Linked DNA regions of Mus musculus: region 1 is linked to region 2. The links are chromatin contacts, called in public HiChIP or PLAC-seq maps. All regions are on one chromosome and are shown on one strand. The core of a region is the stretch at or near the end of the contact, and the rest is flanking DNA. Distances in the headings are between cores, read along the strand shown. Region 1 overlaps Mad1l1 (MAD1 mitotic arrest deficient 1-like 1). Region 2 overlaps Mad1l1 (MAD1 mitotic arrest deficient 1-like 1).

Region 1 (7,207 bases), core at 642-3,141, 240 kb after region 2:
CTCGTGCTAGCCAGCCACTGACCAGAAGAGCACAGCCACACCTCTATGGATCTCTGGAACCTACCCAATGCCTACTCAACTTGCCCCCCACCCCAGCCAAGGCTAGTCCACTAAATTTCCTTCCTTGGCTCCTCCACTCTCTCCGTCTACAGTGCTCTCCAATGGGCTTCCTACAGACAGACATCCCAGAAGCAAAGGCTCAGACAGCTCCAGATGTAAAACTGGCAGTCCTACTAGGTCTGTCTGGCCCATGACCCTTATAGGACTATGGAGGGAGAAGGGAGTGGTTGCTTCTTGTCTCTATAGAAAAGGAAAGTGCAAAGACACTGGTCCTTCAAATCCCTATTCACCAGCTGCAGAACAAGGAGTACCTGAGGCCAAGGCAGGGACACGTAATGACAACGGCATCTCTAACTCTGCCACTTCTAAAACGACAAGCTTTATCTGTCTTAATTTTTCTTCCAAAAAAAAGGGGGGGGGCAGGAGGATGTGGGAACAGGAGACTTGAGTTTGGATCACTGAAACCCTCCAAAAAGCCAGGGGCAATAGTGGATGTCTGTAACTCCAGCGCTGGGAAGGAAGAGACAGGACACTGGAGAAGCTTGTCTACCTAAATCAGTGAGCTCCAGGTTCAAGCAAAAGACATTGTCTCAGAAAGTGAGGGTAATGGAAGAAGACACCCTTGGCCTTCATGTACACACATATACACACATGTACACATACATACAAATGAATGAGGGGAAAAATGGGGATGGTGTCTTCAGGACTCTATCAGGAAGTAAGGGTCACATCAGAGGGATCCAGAGTATGACAAGAAAAGGACATGGCTGTGGGCATGCTGTGAGCCATGCTGTGTATTGTATGCTGTATGCTGGACACGGGCTGGGCAGAATTGAGAGAGGACCATGGGACAGGGCAGCTCCCATGGCAACAGAGCTAAGCACTCAGAAAGTGATTGCATTGGGGTAGATGGGGGTGACGTTTTCTCTGGTGCTTGAATAAAAGAGGGAGTTTCACATTTTATCCACTTCTACATTCCTTAACAATAAGAGCTTATTTAAAAACCCATGAATATGTAAATACCATTTTAAATATGGATATGCAAGACATACAGAGCAACAGTCCGTGTGGGTGAGAAATGTTAACCGCAGCTCCCCTAGTTGAAGAGCCAGCACAAGCAGACTAAGAGGGCCGGGTCTGGAACGCTGGCCCTCCCCAACTCCATGACTGGGTGGTTGGGGCTGGGTAGGCCTGGAGCACAGCAACCTGGCCCTTGAAGAAGGAGTATGCACATCTTCCCACCACACACAGGGCCTATCATCAAGGGGCCTTTCACCCTCACAGCTGTGTATCTCCACAAATTCAGTAAAGGACCCAAGCCTTGCTCTGTATCCCAGGATGCACTGGCCATCCTTTTGGGGATGTGGGTACCCAGACTTGGTCTCAAGGCAAAGCAGTAGAAGAGAGGCAGCCTGAAACAGGAATGTCTTAAACAGAGCCAAAGCCAAGCTAGGGTTGGGGCTTATATCACTACACACACACATACATTCTCTCTCTCTCTCTCTCTCTCTCTCTCTCTCTCTCTCTCTGTCTCTCCCCCCCCCTGTCTCCCCCTCCCTCCCTCCCTCCCTCCTGGACTCACCAGCCCACCCCAGCAAAGAATGGGAAGGTAAAGATTATACAGCTCAAGAGCAGAAGTGAGCTCCAGGTAGGCACCTATGACAGATGCCCACCCATCTCAAGGTCTTTCCAGCCTCTCTTTATCTCTCCACTCTCTCTCCTACTAACTGGTCACAAAATTTATAGACTTGGTTTGGATGCCTCCACTGGGGAGGCTATGGAAGGAAGCTTTGAGGAGTGAGCAGATAGGGCTCGAAATGCTGCAGGCACCATCTCATGTCCAAAGCTGGGCACTGCAGCCAGCTGCCAAAGCCTTCTGAAGCTGCCCTATGCTCAGAGCATAAACCTGGCCCGGCTCAAGCACAGACAGCTCTTGACAGTGCTATTGGGTTCTGTTCCTGGAAGGAAGGAAACACACACAGGCAAGAAGAGGGGGGTATCTTAAAGGGGGTGGGGATCAGGCTCGGACAGAGAGGCTAGGAATTCCCAGCTATGGTGGGCACTGTGGGAGCCTCCAGTTAAACTTGCCTGCCTTCATGTCCCCTTCAGAACACAGTGTGATAAGGGGACTGTATAAGCAGGAATAGTATCAGAGATCAGCCCACTGGGTCCCTAAACCTCAATAGCAGCACTCTGGGCCTGTTCTATGGAACCTGAACTTACCAGATGGAAGGTGACAACCTGTACACAGGAACTAACAAAACACTGCTACACAGCCATGCTCAAAGCCTTTGTCTGATAGGGATATCAGAGGAAGAGATGGTAAGTAGGAGCCATTACTTGGTAGGTAAACTGTCTTGAGCTTGGACTAGCCCATTAGTCAAATACCACAATGCCTAGTGCATTCTGCAGTCTGGGATATAACAAGACCAGATCAATTTGGTGTGGGCAGCCTGCATAGCCATGCCCAGGTTACTATGTGAGTGGTTCTGGGAGGCAGGCTCAGTGTTGACCCACAGTTGACATAAAAGTTAAAGAGAGCCGGGCGTGGTGGCGCACGCCTTTAATCCCAGCACTCGGGAGGCAGAGGCAGGTGGATTTCTGAGTTCCAGGCCAGCCTGGTCTACAGAGTGAGTTCCAGGACAGCCAGGGCTACACAGAGAAATCCTGTCTCAAAAAAAAAAAAAAAAAAAAAAAAAGTTAAAGAGAATCAGGATAGAGGGATTCCCTGCTGAGCCACTCCAGCTTCCAAAGAAAGGCCACAGAGCCCACTGTCACAAGGAAGGGAAAGGTAGATGTGTGGGTAGGAGGTAAACGTGCATAGAGTCAGACATCCTCAGACGACCATGAGTCCTAGCCAGGCACTCCTGGGTCTGCAGGTGGCTAAGAGCAGCATACTCCTTGCAGGACAGCCATGAGCTCTATGTCACTAGTGCTGCAGAAGGCACGAGAAAAGTGCTCAGACTCAGGTAGCCACTCTCCACATTCCAAGGCAAATTTTAAGCTGCTTAATACCAGTTCTGGTATTACAGGATCTAAACAAAACATCTTAGCATCTGCTAAGAAATGTTCCCTCAACAACTTTTATAGCCGGTGGAATGCATACAGCTTACACAAGTTCCATGCTTCTGTATCTCCACACCTGTCCCTGTCCACACAAGTACACGCACCCCACATGCATGGGCACTCATCATGCATAGTTATATGTTGCCCCCTCACCTGCCTCCATTGCACCCTGCGTCTCTGCAGACGGCCCAGGGTGACACCATTGCTGCCCAACACTGCCACTGCCAGACCTGTGCCGAGGCCCAGTGCACACAAAGCCCTACCAGAATGGAACTCTGCCTCTTCCCACTTGGCACAGCCTCAGGTCTGGCACAGAATGCCTCCCATGTACCACATGAGAGGAAACTGGGGACAGCTTATTGCTTAGGCTCTGAACAGAAATGAGGGTGTGGCCTCCAATCAAATGCTATACTTATAATGCTAAGCCATTCAGCTACCCTAGGCTGAAGCAGGTAGGCTGGGGGTGGCTGAGAGCTGACAGATGCTACGTACACTACTGGTGCCAAATTGCAGACCAGCCAAAGGCAATGCAAGGCACTAAGTCCCCAGCTCTGCTGCTGCCACACTTGGTAAAAACAGGGACCCAAAGTGACAGAATAGAGGACAGCAGGGAAGGGAGACAAAGATGAGCTTACAAGCCACAGACAACACCACAAGTCCCTAAGAAGCCAGAGCCATCACAACACCCCATTCTCAAGCTGATGGGAACTTTATTTACTCAGTAAATACCTCTTGGGAATGAACTAGATACCGGGCACACAGTCACCATAGCAGCCATTACCATACATACCACAGCAACTGTGACTACTCACAAACAGCCCTGAAGAACAGGCCTGCTAGCTATGCGGTGGTGGCGCATGCCTTTAATCTCATCACTTGAGAGGCAGAGGCAGGTGGATCTCTGTGAGTTCAAGACCAACCTGGTCTACAAAATGAGTTCCAGGACATCGAGGGCTACATAAAGAAACCCTGTCTTGAATCCCTGCCCCCAAAAGAGACAGGCCTGCTGATACTCTCTCATAAAAAGGAAAGGATCATTAAATCCTGAGACCCCAGTCCCTCCCTCCTGTCCTCGACCCCCTTTCCCACCTGCCTGTAATTCTGTCCCTGCTGCTCATGGTCTCAGAGGTACTGGAGGCATGCGGAAGTGTCTGCAGTGTCAAGTGCCGTAGCAACTCCAGCTATGCAGCTATGCAGCTGTCTTCTTCCATGCTGGCATGGGGATTTCCAGTTGACACGTGGGGCTCACCTATGCTTCTGTAAGTGCCCCTCCACCATGGTCTTACATAAGGAGCTCAATGAACTCAGTGGCTCTACAGGCGAGGCAGGTGGAGGTGTTACTTTGGTCAGTCACTGATGCTCCCTTTGGGGGGAAATAGATGACTGTTCATGTCTCCTTAAGGAAGACACCTTACCCAACAACATGCAACGTGGAACCTGGGAGAAATGCCCTACCTAAAGGAGCATGTGAACTGACAAGGGACAGAAAGAAGGGAACTGAAGAGACAGTAGGAAGGGAACTTGGGAGGTCATGACAGTCCCACAGAAGATGAGAGGCCAAGGTGCAGTGGTGAGAAGGGGAGAAGCCCTCAAGTTGTGTGGACAGGCATAGCACATCTTAGAGCTGTGCAACCACTTGAGGTTGGGAGGACAGAAGCAAGTGCATTCAGAGTCCACACAACTGTGGGACAAGAGGGGACAAAGGCAGTGACCCTTGGGACACCTCAGATGATACTGAGTGCAGAGCAGCCAAGGAGGGAGACAGGGAGACTAGTCCAGGCTAGTGGGGAAAGGGCTCCTGCTGGGCTTCATATACAGCCAATAACCTCATGGCTTGGCTAAGATGTGAGGGAGGACCAAATCCATGGGCCTGTGGGCCTGCCAATGGTGCTGGCTCCTCCACCTCAGCTGCAGAGAGCATGTGCTATGGTGGGGATAATGGTTGGCTCACTGTAAGAAAAGCCAGCACAAGCCTTGCACCGAGAAAGACAAGCAGAGGAGCACAGGCAGAGTTAGACAGAGGCAAACATATATTCATTTTAACAAAAATCCTAGCTTTGATGGGTCTGCCAAGTCAGCAGAGGAAATAAGGCCAAGAACATGATGCTAATAATGCCTGGGGAAGGAGGTGGAAAGGCAGCCTAGAGAAGGTGCACAGACCCCGGACAACACAGAGCAGCAGCAGAGGATGCTGCTGTGGTGAAAACCTGGCAAGGAAACTGCGCACACCCTGAGGACACAGCACCAGGGGAAGGCTCAGGTGTGGGGACAATATGGCGTGACCTGAGTCAGAAAGTGTCCCTCAGACAGCTGCGTGGAAAGCAGATGTCTAGAGACAACTGTAGAAAAGAATGATATAGTTTGTCACTTTAACAAAGGCAATGACACAGAGTGACATGGATTCTAGCATGGAAGAAAGAAACAAACACCTCAGCAAGACCTGAGCTAGGACACAAACTGTGGGCCATTATAGACAGACCATAGCACAGAAAGTGGGTGGCAGGTCAGTCTGTCTGGCCAGCTGTACAGGGCCACCCTGGCTGGGTTTTAGAAACACGAGTGTTTGCAACCATACTCTCAGCCTTAGCACTAAACTGTAAGCCAGGAAGTTCAGCCAACAAACTAAGCCTCCCACAGGCCTATAAGGAGCCTAGATATAGTCAGCTCAGAAACAAGTATTTATACAGCCAATCTACTAGTAACAAGAAGCCCTGAGCTACAGGGGACGTTTCCTCCCTGTGTCCCAAGAGTGAAAGTATAGGTTCTAGGGGTGTTCCTCCAGAGACCCCAGCCACGTCTCTAGGGGTATATGAATTGCGACCAGCAACCCCTAAAGCCTGACCTGGAGCCACTGAGGACAGGCATGTGATCAGTGTGAGCAGGTCCCACAGCATCCCTAAAATACATAGTAGGGGCTACCATTGAGGACACATGGAGAGAGCTCACCAGATGCAAGCTGGCTCAACTGCTCTGCCAAAGACCATTCATACTGGGTAGAAAGAACCAGGCAGACATTTGAGGCCTTGGCCTGTGTTCCTGACAGGCCCAGGAGCTGGCTCATGCACAAACAGTAAATGGCTGGAATGAGCATAAGACCTGGCAGGGGACACAGCCATGGGAGATGGGCTACTCACTGCTCTTCTTCTGCCCACCCAATCAACCATAACAAATTTCAGCATCTTCTCCACTGAAGACGTGCCCAGCCCCTAGCCCTCTAACCATCACCAGCAGTCATCTACCAAAACTCATCTTCCAGGGGTGCCCACTGTGAACACCCCAATACCAGGACCATCATATCTTAGCAGCTGCTCACTGTGGTTCCTCATACACAAAGGATGGCATTAAAGAGGACTATGATGCTGGCCAGCCCCTTGTTTACCGTTCCAGACACTAGCCTGTATCCTTTATGGCTACATCCTTTAATATACTTTACCCTCCTGTACACACCCCACCTGAAAAGGTGTCTTCACTGTGGACAGGCTAATTAAACTGTCCAAGGACCGAGTGCTCCTCAGTAGTGGAGCTGAGATTCAAACACAGGCAGCCTGAGTTTGGAGCCGGCAATAATGGCTTCCCCATCACAGCTCCAGGATACAGCATGACACCCCCTTGGAGACACAAAACATGTCCCCGCACCATTAATCCTGAGCACCTGTCACTGGCTTTGTTGGCTTCTAGACAGCTCGAGAGCACTATAACTCATGTGGACACAGGCTCACACAGGTGACAAGGCCTCATTATACTACAAGATGCTGTGAGAGGGGGGCCTAACTGCTCTAGACAAACAGGCAAGAATTATGACTCAGACTCTGAGCTTAACCGCCCTTGGGAGGCAATGGAGAAAGTCAGGGCACAGCCTTTGTGACCCAGATGGGTTATACCCTCCATGTACTGTTTCTCCTTAAGGACCCTCTGCTAGGTAAGTAGGTATGGTGTTGTGGCATCATCATTGTGCTACGTGCCTGTTCACCCATGAGGAAAGTGGCTTTCAACAAAGAGGCCCAGACTGGTTCAGCAAAGACCCGGACCACAGGTACGTACAGACTCAACATGTCTGCCCCTGACCCCCGAATCCTGCCCC
Region 2 (7,115 bases), core at 3,701-6,200:
TGGGAAGAGGCTAGATAGAGGTCTGGCGGCTGAACAGCTCTATGGTGAGCGCACTGAGGAAGGCAGGGATGCTGTCCTGCTGCAGCAAGTGCAGTTCAATGAGCTCAGGCACAGACCGTGAGAACTCTGTCTCCAGCAGCTGCATCTTGGAGCCCGAGGGTCCTGTGGCCTGCAGGAGGAGAGAAGAGAGTTGAGTCAGCGGTGGCTATTGGACAGGTGTCTGTCCTCACATGCTCCCCCCGTGGAAAGCTTGTTGCCTGCCACTAGAGTGGAGCCTGAGCTACAGGGGCCCTGGCTTGCTTCATGCACTCAGTAGGCTTGAGCTGCCCACTGAGGCAAAGTTCAAGGCAGAGGGAACTGAGATTCACAGCAGGGAGCCAGTCTTGCCTCAGGACTATCCCAACTACAACAGGCTACAGATTCCTGGGGACCTCCATTCCAGTACCTGGATCCTCAGCTGTTTCTTGCCTGACCTGGTGAGGTGAAGCAAGCCCAGAGCATCTTCCAGGCTGAAGCCAGGATGCTGGGCATTGAGATGGAGGTTTAGCCCTGACGGTGAACTCTGGAGCTCTAACTGATTCTTGCCCTGTTTGATTGATTGACAATTTAAATTTTTTTTAGATATTTTCTTTATTTACATTTCAAATGTTATCCCCCTTCCTAGTTTCCCCTCCAAAAACCCCTTATCCCTTCCCCCCTCTGCCTGCTCACCAACCCACCCACTCCCTCTTCCTGGCCCTGGCATTCCCCTATACTGGGGCATAGAACCTTCACAGGACCAAGGGCCTCTCCTCCCATTGATGACCAACTAGGCCATTCTCTGCTACAAATGCAGCTAGAGCCATGAGTCCCACCATCTTGCCCTGTTTTCTTATGTCATGTGTAACTGAAGGGAGGACACAATGGCTCTGCGATCGATAGCTGTGAAGGGGAGGTGGGTTTGCAGCTTACAGCCAGGGTCACAGCTGCAGTGTACAGAGCGCAGTTTCCCTGGGTTTGCCCAGGTTACAGGCTGTCTGGGCAGGCTACCCTTCACTATGCAGGCTGGGCTGGGAGAAGCAGACAGAGCCCCTGGGCCTTCCCGTCATCCTTCCTTTCCCAACGCTCACTTATCCTGGGGCCTCCCCTGCCAATTTGCCCAGCCATACCTTAGTGGCCCAAAATATAGAAGGACCACTTGGGTAGAAGAGAAAAGCCCCTTCTGGCAAGGCCAGGCAAGAAGTCACAACTCCACATAGGACCACTCGCAAACCTTGGGTCTGAGTGGGGTAGCCCTCCCCACTTAAGACTCAGAAAGACAGAGGGCCCAATTAGGAGCAGAGCAGATTAGCTGGTTCTCCAAAGAAGAAGCATGGGGGTCTGACAGAAGGAAGTGGGTCTCTGGGGTTGTAAACCAGGCCAGAGCCCATCAGAAGAGCCGTCTGAGGAAAGGCAGGCATGGGAAGGATGAGAAGAAGTCAGAACAGCTGAGAATCACTGGCAGCTGTCAGTTCCTGTGGGCGAGCCTCGCAGTGCCCAAACATGGTCATGAGATCTACTGCTGTCCCTCCAGTGCTCCCAGGCCACCTAGACACCAATGTCCACAGTGACATGACCTGCAGGGATGCAGGGATGAACACAGTGCAGTTTAGCTACACATATGTGAATAAATAATCCAGCCATGAAAAGGAACAAGCTCTAGGGACTTTGCACATAGTAGGCTGTTTATGTGGTGCCATTGGCATGAGGCGTCTCTACAAGACAACAGGGCAGTGGCAGGAGGCTGGTGGTGTGTACCACGGGGAGGGCTGAGAATGCCTGCTTTGGGGATAGTGTTTCTCTGTGATTTAGCCTGTGCGAATGAACAATGCATAGTGGGCGTGCTAATGAGGACCTGGATGCATGGCTCAAGGCATCTAGGAGTTTGTTCTGAGAGGTCCCTCCTGCCAGCGGCTCTGCAGGTGACCCTATTCCTGAGAGTCACACAGATAGTCAGGCTGTTCCCTTAGGTCCTGGCACTCTGTGACTGCCACTGACTCCCTAGCATGAACAAGAGGGGACCTGGGGAGACTGCAGCTGCTGAGGCCCCCACCTCCCTTTCACCCCATCCCTCAAGGGCCATCAGGGAATGGGAGGCTCTGTCTCACTGCTTCCCCAAGCTGTCTCCTGTCTTGCTTGTTACCTGGGTTTTCCTCCTGTTTTCTCACGTAGGCCGACCCCCAGCCTGTTCCCATGGCCCTTAATACATTTAGCCTTGTCATAGTTCAACACAAACCATCTTTAAACAAAAATAAGAGAAACCACTCTGACCTTTTCTTGAGAAAATCCTTTCATTTCTCCCTTCTGCTCTCGACTCGCAATGTTTTTCCTGAAATGTCACAGGGGCTGACTCTGAGGCAGCTGTTTGGGAAGGAGCAGGCAGAGCTGGCTGGGTGGGGGTGGGTTAGGGTGGAAGGAGAACCTCCAGGGTTCTTTCCTGTCCCAGCCCACCCATGGTCTGGGTCCCCTCAGCAGGAACTTCTGGGTGTCATGTCTCCCCTGCCCCTCCCCAGATGTGTGTCTGTCTAAGTGTGGTACTGGAAATGGAACCCAGAGCATCACACAGGTTAGGTAAGTACCCTAACATCAAGCTACACCTCTAGTCCTTTCACTAGAGAACTGTAGTCAGGTGCTCTACCACTGAGCCACACCCCCAGCCCCTCACTGGGGGATTCTAGGCAGGGGCTCTACCACTGAGCCACGCCCCCAGCCCCTCACTGGGGGATTCTAGGCAGGGGCTCTACCACTGAGCCACGCCCCCAGCCCCTCACTGGGGGATTCTAGGCAGGGGCTCTACCACTGAGCCACACCCCCAGCCCCTCACTGGGGGATTCTAGGCAGGGGCTCTACCACTGAGCCACACCCCCAGCCCCTCACTGGGGGATTCTAGGCAGGGGCTCTACCACTGAGCCACACCCCCAGCCCCTCACTGGGGGATTCTAGGCAGGGGCTCTACCACTGAGCCACGCCCCCAGCCCCTCACTGGGGGATTCTAGGCAGGGGCTCTACCACTGAGCCACACCCCAGCCCCTCACTGGGGGATTCTAGGCAGGGGCTCTACCACTGAGCCACACCCCAGTCCCTCACTGGGGGATTCTAGGCAGGGGCTCTACCACTGAGCCACACCCCCAGCCCCTCACTGGGGGATTCTAGGCAGGGGCTCTACCACTGAGCCACACTCCAGTCCTCTTGTTAATATTGTTTTATTTTGAGAGAAGGTCTCCCAAGTTACCCAGGTTGGCCTTGAACTATGGTCCTTCTGCATCTGTTTTCCAAGTAGCTCAGATGACAGGCCACCACACCCATTCTTTATCTGAAAGAGACCTGTCTCAGCTGCCAGCACCACTCGCCTCTCCTGATAAATAGGCAAGAGCTAAAGAGGCCACATGAAACCCACTCCAACCCGGTTGGGTATCTGCTCACGGAACCTCTTTGTGGCCAGTACAAGTCCTGGCAGGTCCTTCTGGAGGTTGGAGGGGCAGGAAATGTCTCTCTTTGCAAGTCTCAAACAAAACCAAGTCTGAGGTTTGTACACAAGTTGGGCATGGCCCAGTTAGGTCCTTCCACAGTCCCTCTCCCACTCTCTCTCTCCTCCCGTTGCCCTGCCCGCCTTGGCACGGGTAGGCTCACCTCCTGGTACAGACCCACCCAGTGAAGTGGTCCTGGCTTATCAGCAAGTGCGGGCTGAATGACACCCCGCCAATCAGTCCCTGCACTGTTCTGCCGTGTTCAAATGCCACCCGGTTCCCAGGTGCCTGCAAATCACCATAATTAGGGGCTGTTCACTTAAAATTAGAGCGCAATTTTTTAAAAAGCAAATTGCCCAGTTAGACGTGCTGGCTGCGGTTAGACATATTTATGGGCTACGTGCATGTGCCGTCTCTAGCTCCCTCTCCCTCTGTGCTGGGGACCAGCGCAGCAGAGATGAAGATGCCCACTGCTGACGATTGTCAGCCTCTGCACTTTGACCCATGCCTCCACCTCCAGCAGGAGTCTGATCCCAAGGCCTGCAGGGCTGTAGGGCTTTGGGTAGGGGATGTGACTTGTGTGTGTGAAGCCAAGGAGATCCAGACAGGGATGTTGGGGTGGCTGAGCACATGGCCAGAGGGATGCTAAGGACCTTCCATGAGCCAGCACTGGGTGAGTCCCTATCTGCTCAAGCCCAGGGAACATGGTGCCCTCCACAGTCTCCCTATTCCTCAGCATCTATACTTGGGATAGATGTCCCCTCTGCTCTGTTGACACTACAGTGGCTGCCATCCCCACCCTGGCTCACACTGTCAGTGTGTGCAGTGTGCAGGCCTTGAGAGCCTGTGCTATCTGGGTGGTAGAGACAGCAAACTACTTCAGTAAGCTCAGCCCAGGGACCCTTTTAATGACAGCCATTTTATACCTGCCCCAAGTCCCTCCCTCCTTTACCCACCAGAGCTCCCTCTCACCTAACCTGGGACCAGTGGCTCATGGGAAGTGCTGTGCCAGTGTGCTCTAGGATAGCTGGCATCCAGTATGACCAGGCTTCCATCTTCCTCCTGTGCCCCAAGTTGCTAGACCCCAGAAGGAACTGGCGGACATGAGTTCAGGATGATGAGGACAGGGCTGATAATGATGGACCCACGTGGAATTCCAAGAGTAGAAACTGTCTGTATGGCAAATGGCTTGCCTGGTGTCCCTGCTGAACTGTGCCAAGGAAAGTATCCAATGTAGTGTGAGCTAATGACAAAGCATGAAAAGAATTTACCATCCTGGCTAGGGGTGACCTTTCCCTCTGGAGCTGTGTGTGTGTGTGGAGGGGGGGGGGGTGAGGCTGGGCCTTGCAGCCCCTAACGAGTCTCAAACCCACAATTATTATTATTAGATGCTTTCTATTTATGAGCACTGCGTCCCCCAGGCTTGCGCTTTGCTTCAGAGTTCCACAGCTGCTCCTGCAGCTTTGGGAGGGAATGGAGGATACAGGGCAGGGACAGAGCCTGTGGGTTCTATCTAAAGGGCAGACAAGGGAGCCCTGGCCCTTCACAGGTTTCCTATATGCTCGGAGGCTACGGGGGCCCAGGACATCCTAGAGAAGAGGGGGCAGAGAGGAAAACAGTAGTGGACGGGAGGCTGTGCAATTCAGCCCTGAGGAAAGGGGAAAGGCAGGAAGTCACTTTTCTACAGCCCGGACACTGGAGTGTGGGAGAGCCAGGGCACCCGGGTTGCTCTGCTCTGAAGCCTTGGTCATCTTGCCAACGGCAGGGAGACACAAAAGTTGAGCTGGTCTCCTCCCTCGTCTGTCTGCCACCTACAGGGCCCTGGGTCTCTGAGAGTGGCTTTTCCTGGAGCCATCATACTTAGAGCGTTGACATCACCTGGTGAGATACACCCCAGCTGTCACTCTTAGTTGCTGCGTGACCAGGGTGTAACACTGTTTTCCTTCTCTGAGCTAGTATCCTCATATAAAACAGGGACTGGTGCCTTTGTGGGGGGCCGTAGGAGATTCAGAGGCTCCAACCCACGTGCAGAGCTCTCGGTCAAGGCAATGGAATAGGAATTGAGTCACTTAACCCTAAGAAATAGTCCAAATGAGACAAGGAGCCAGGGAGAGGTCTCATGGGTAAAAAGCCCATGGTACCCACGAGGAGCTAAGTCCAGGTCTCTTGTATGCTTCTAAAGTCAGGGACAGCAGTGCAGATCCGTAACACTATTCTAAAGCCAGACATGGCAGGAAGCATCTATAACCCTGCTCTAAAGCCAGGGATGGCACATCTGTGACCCTGTCTCTAGGAGAGCTGAGACAGGCAGATTCCAGCCAGCCTAGCTGAGCCAGTAAGCTGCAGCTTCACTGAGAGATCCTGCCTCATAAAATAAGATAGAGAGTTGGCCAGAGGGCTCAGCAGGTAGAGGTGCATCACCGAACCTGATGACCTGAGTTTGATCTTTCAGACTCACATAGTAGAAGCAGAGAACCAACTCTCCTCTGGCCCCACTAACGTTGTGCACGTGCCCCACCCCATAAGTAAACAAATGAAGGCATTGAGGAGATGCCCCCCCACAAGCATATGGACTCCTGTAACCTACTACATGTGCATATATGCATGCATATAGTCACTCATACAATCACACATGTGAAAGGTACCACAAACCACAAACTATGAAGCACAGTTTTCAAGTCAAGGGACCTAAAGGGACAAATAGAAATGGGGGTCCTGAGGTTGCAGGGAGAGGGCTGACGTGGGAGAGGAGGAGATGACTTCAAGTGTGCTCTCTTCTGTTGGATGGTGACTGGCAACTGGTGTAAAAAGCCACCTGGCCAGAACAAATTAAAAGACCAGAGGGAAGCCAGCCAGCACTTGTAGCTCCCAGGGCTGAAAACTGCCCTCTCTCCCAGCCCCAGGACAGCTTGTGGGGACTCAGGAGACACTGAAAAGGTTTGACATCAGTGGCAGGGCAGAAGGAATCCCTACAGTTGGGTCCTACCTCACAAATCTTAAACCAAGGTCTCCAAGGTTCAAACTGCTTCCAGATAACTCTACTGCAAAGTCAACAATATTTACTGTAATCTACAGAAGTCTGGGGCCCAGACAAGGCAGAGTCAGTACCCACTGATGGTCAGCTGGTTACCGGAAAACTCAGGAATGCACGGCTCACAGAGAAAAGAAATGAGGACTAGGGGACAGCCCTCATGGGTAACATTACCTCACCGTTATTTCACACCATGTGACCAAAAGCTCAGAGACAGAAAAGCAGGAGAAGGCCCAGCCCACCCCACAGTGAGCATGGCCCCAAGAAACAGGATGAGCAGGGCCACACACTGCCCTGAGAGGATGAGTAATCTCAGAGACGCCAGGGGAGGAGATACCAAAATGACAAAGGAGAAATCACCCACCCATCTATGGGTAACATGACAGGGTCATATGACAGGGCTCCACATACATCTAGAGTCCAAAGCAGAGGCCAGAGCATAGTGGTGCCTGTGAACAGCTCTCAACAAACCACATCCAGGTAACACAGCCGCATCAGTCCCCACCCTTGGCTGGGATCGGCTTCAGACCAGCTGTGTGGCACCAAGCTGGGAGGGTTCTGCTACCTCACACTCAGCTCTGATGGTGCTGCTGGACTCT

What was found. HiChIP or PLAC-seq counts read pairs in DNA pulled down with a chosen protein or histone mark.
Region 1: a contact with region 2 is called in an H3K27ac HiChIP or PLAC-seq map of VIP interneurons, with 3 times the contacts expected there. The contact joins two enhancer-like sites. A contact is called at or near these places in 4 of 115 datasets of contacts at active chromatin or transcription factors (SST interneurons, VIP interneurons, astrocytes and 1 more).

The regions. Positions count from the first base shown.
Region 1 is chr5:140,248,675-140,255,881 of GRCm38.p6, forward strand. All of the region lies in intron 10 of Mad1l1 (MAD1 mitotic arrest deficient 1-like 1), which reads right to left. Among named protein-coding and RNA genes, the nearest start is that of Gm16120, 44 kb to the left of the region's middle. Within about 2 kb of position 1,892, at least 23 of the 459 cell types and tissues checked have an H3K27ac peak or open chromatin away from gene starts, as enhancers often do. A contact at or near this core is called in VIP interneurons, where this site is marked.
Region 2 is chr5:140,009,106-140,016,220 of GRCm38.p6, forward strand. It overlaps Mad1l1 (MAD1 mitotic arrest deficient 1-like 1), which reads right to left. Exons shown (of 18, transcript NM_010752.3): 18 at 1-169. The coding sequence ends at 11. Among named protein-coding and RNA genes, the nearest start is that of Gm30492, 83 kb to the right of the region's middle. Within about 2 kb of position 4,951, at least 29 of the 459 cell types and tissues checked have an H3K27ac peak or open chromatin away from gene starts, as enhancers often do. A contact at or near this core is called in VIP interneurons, where this site is marked.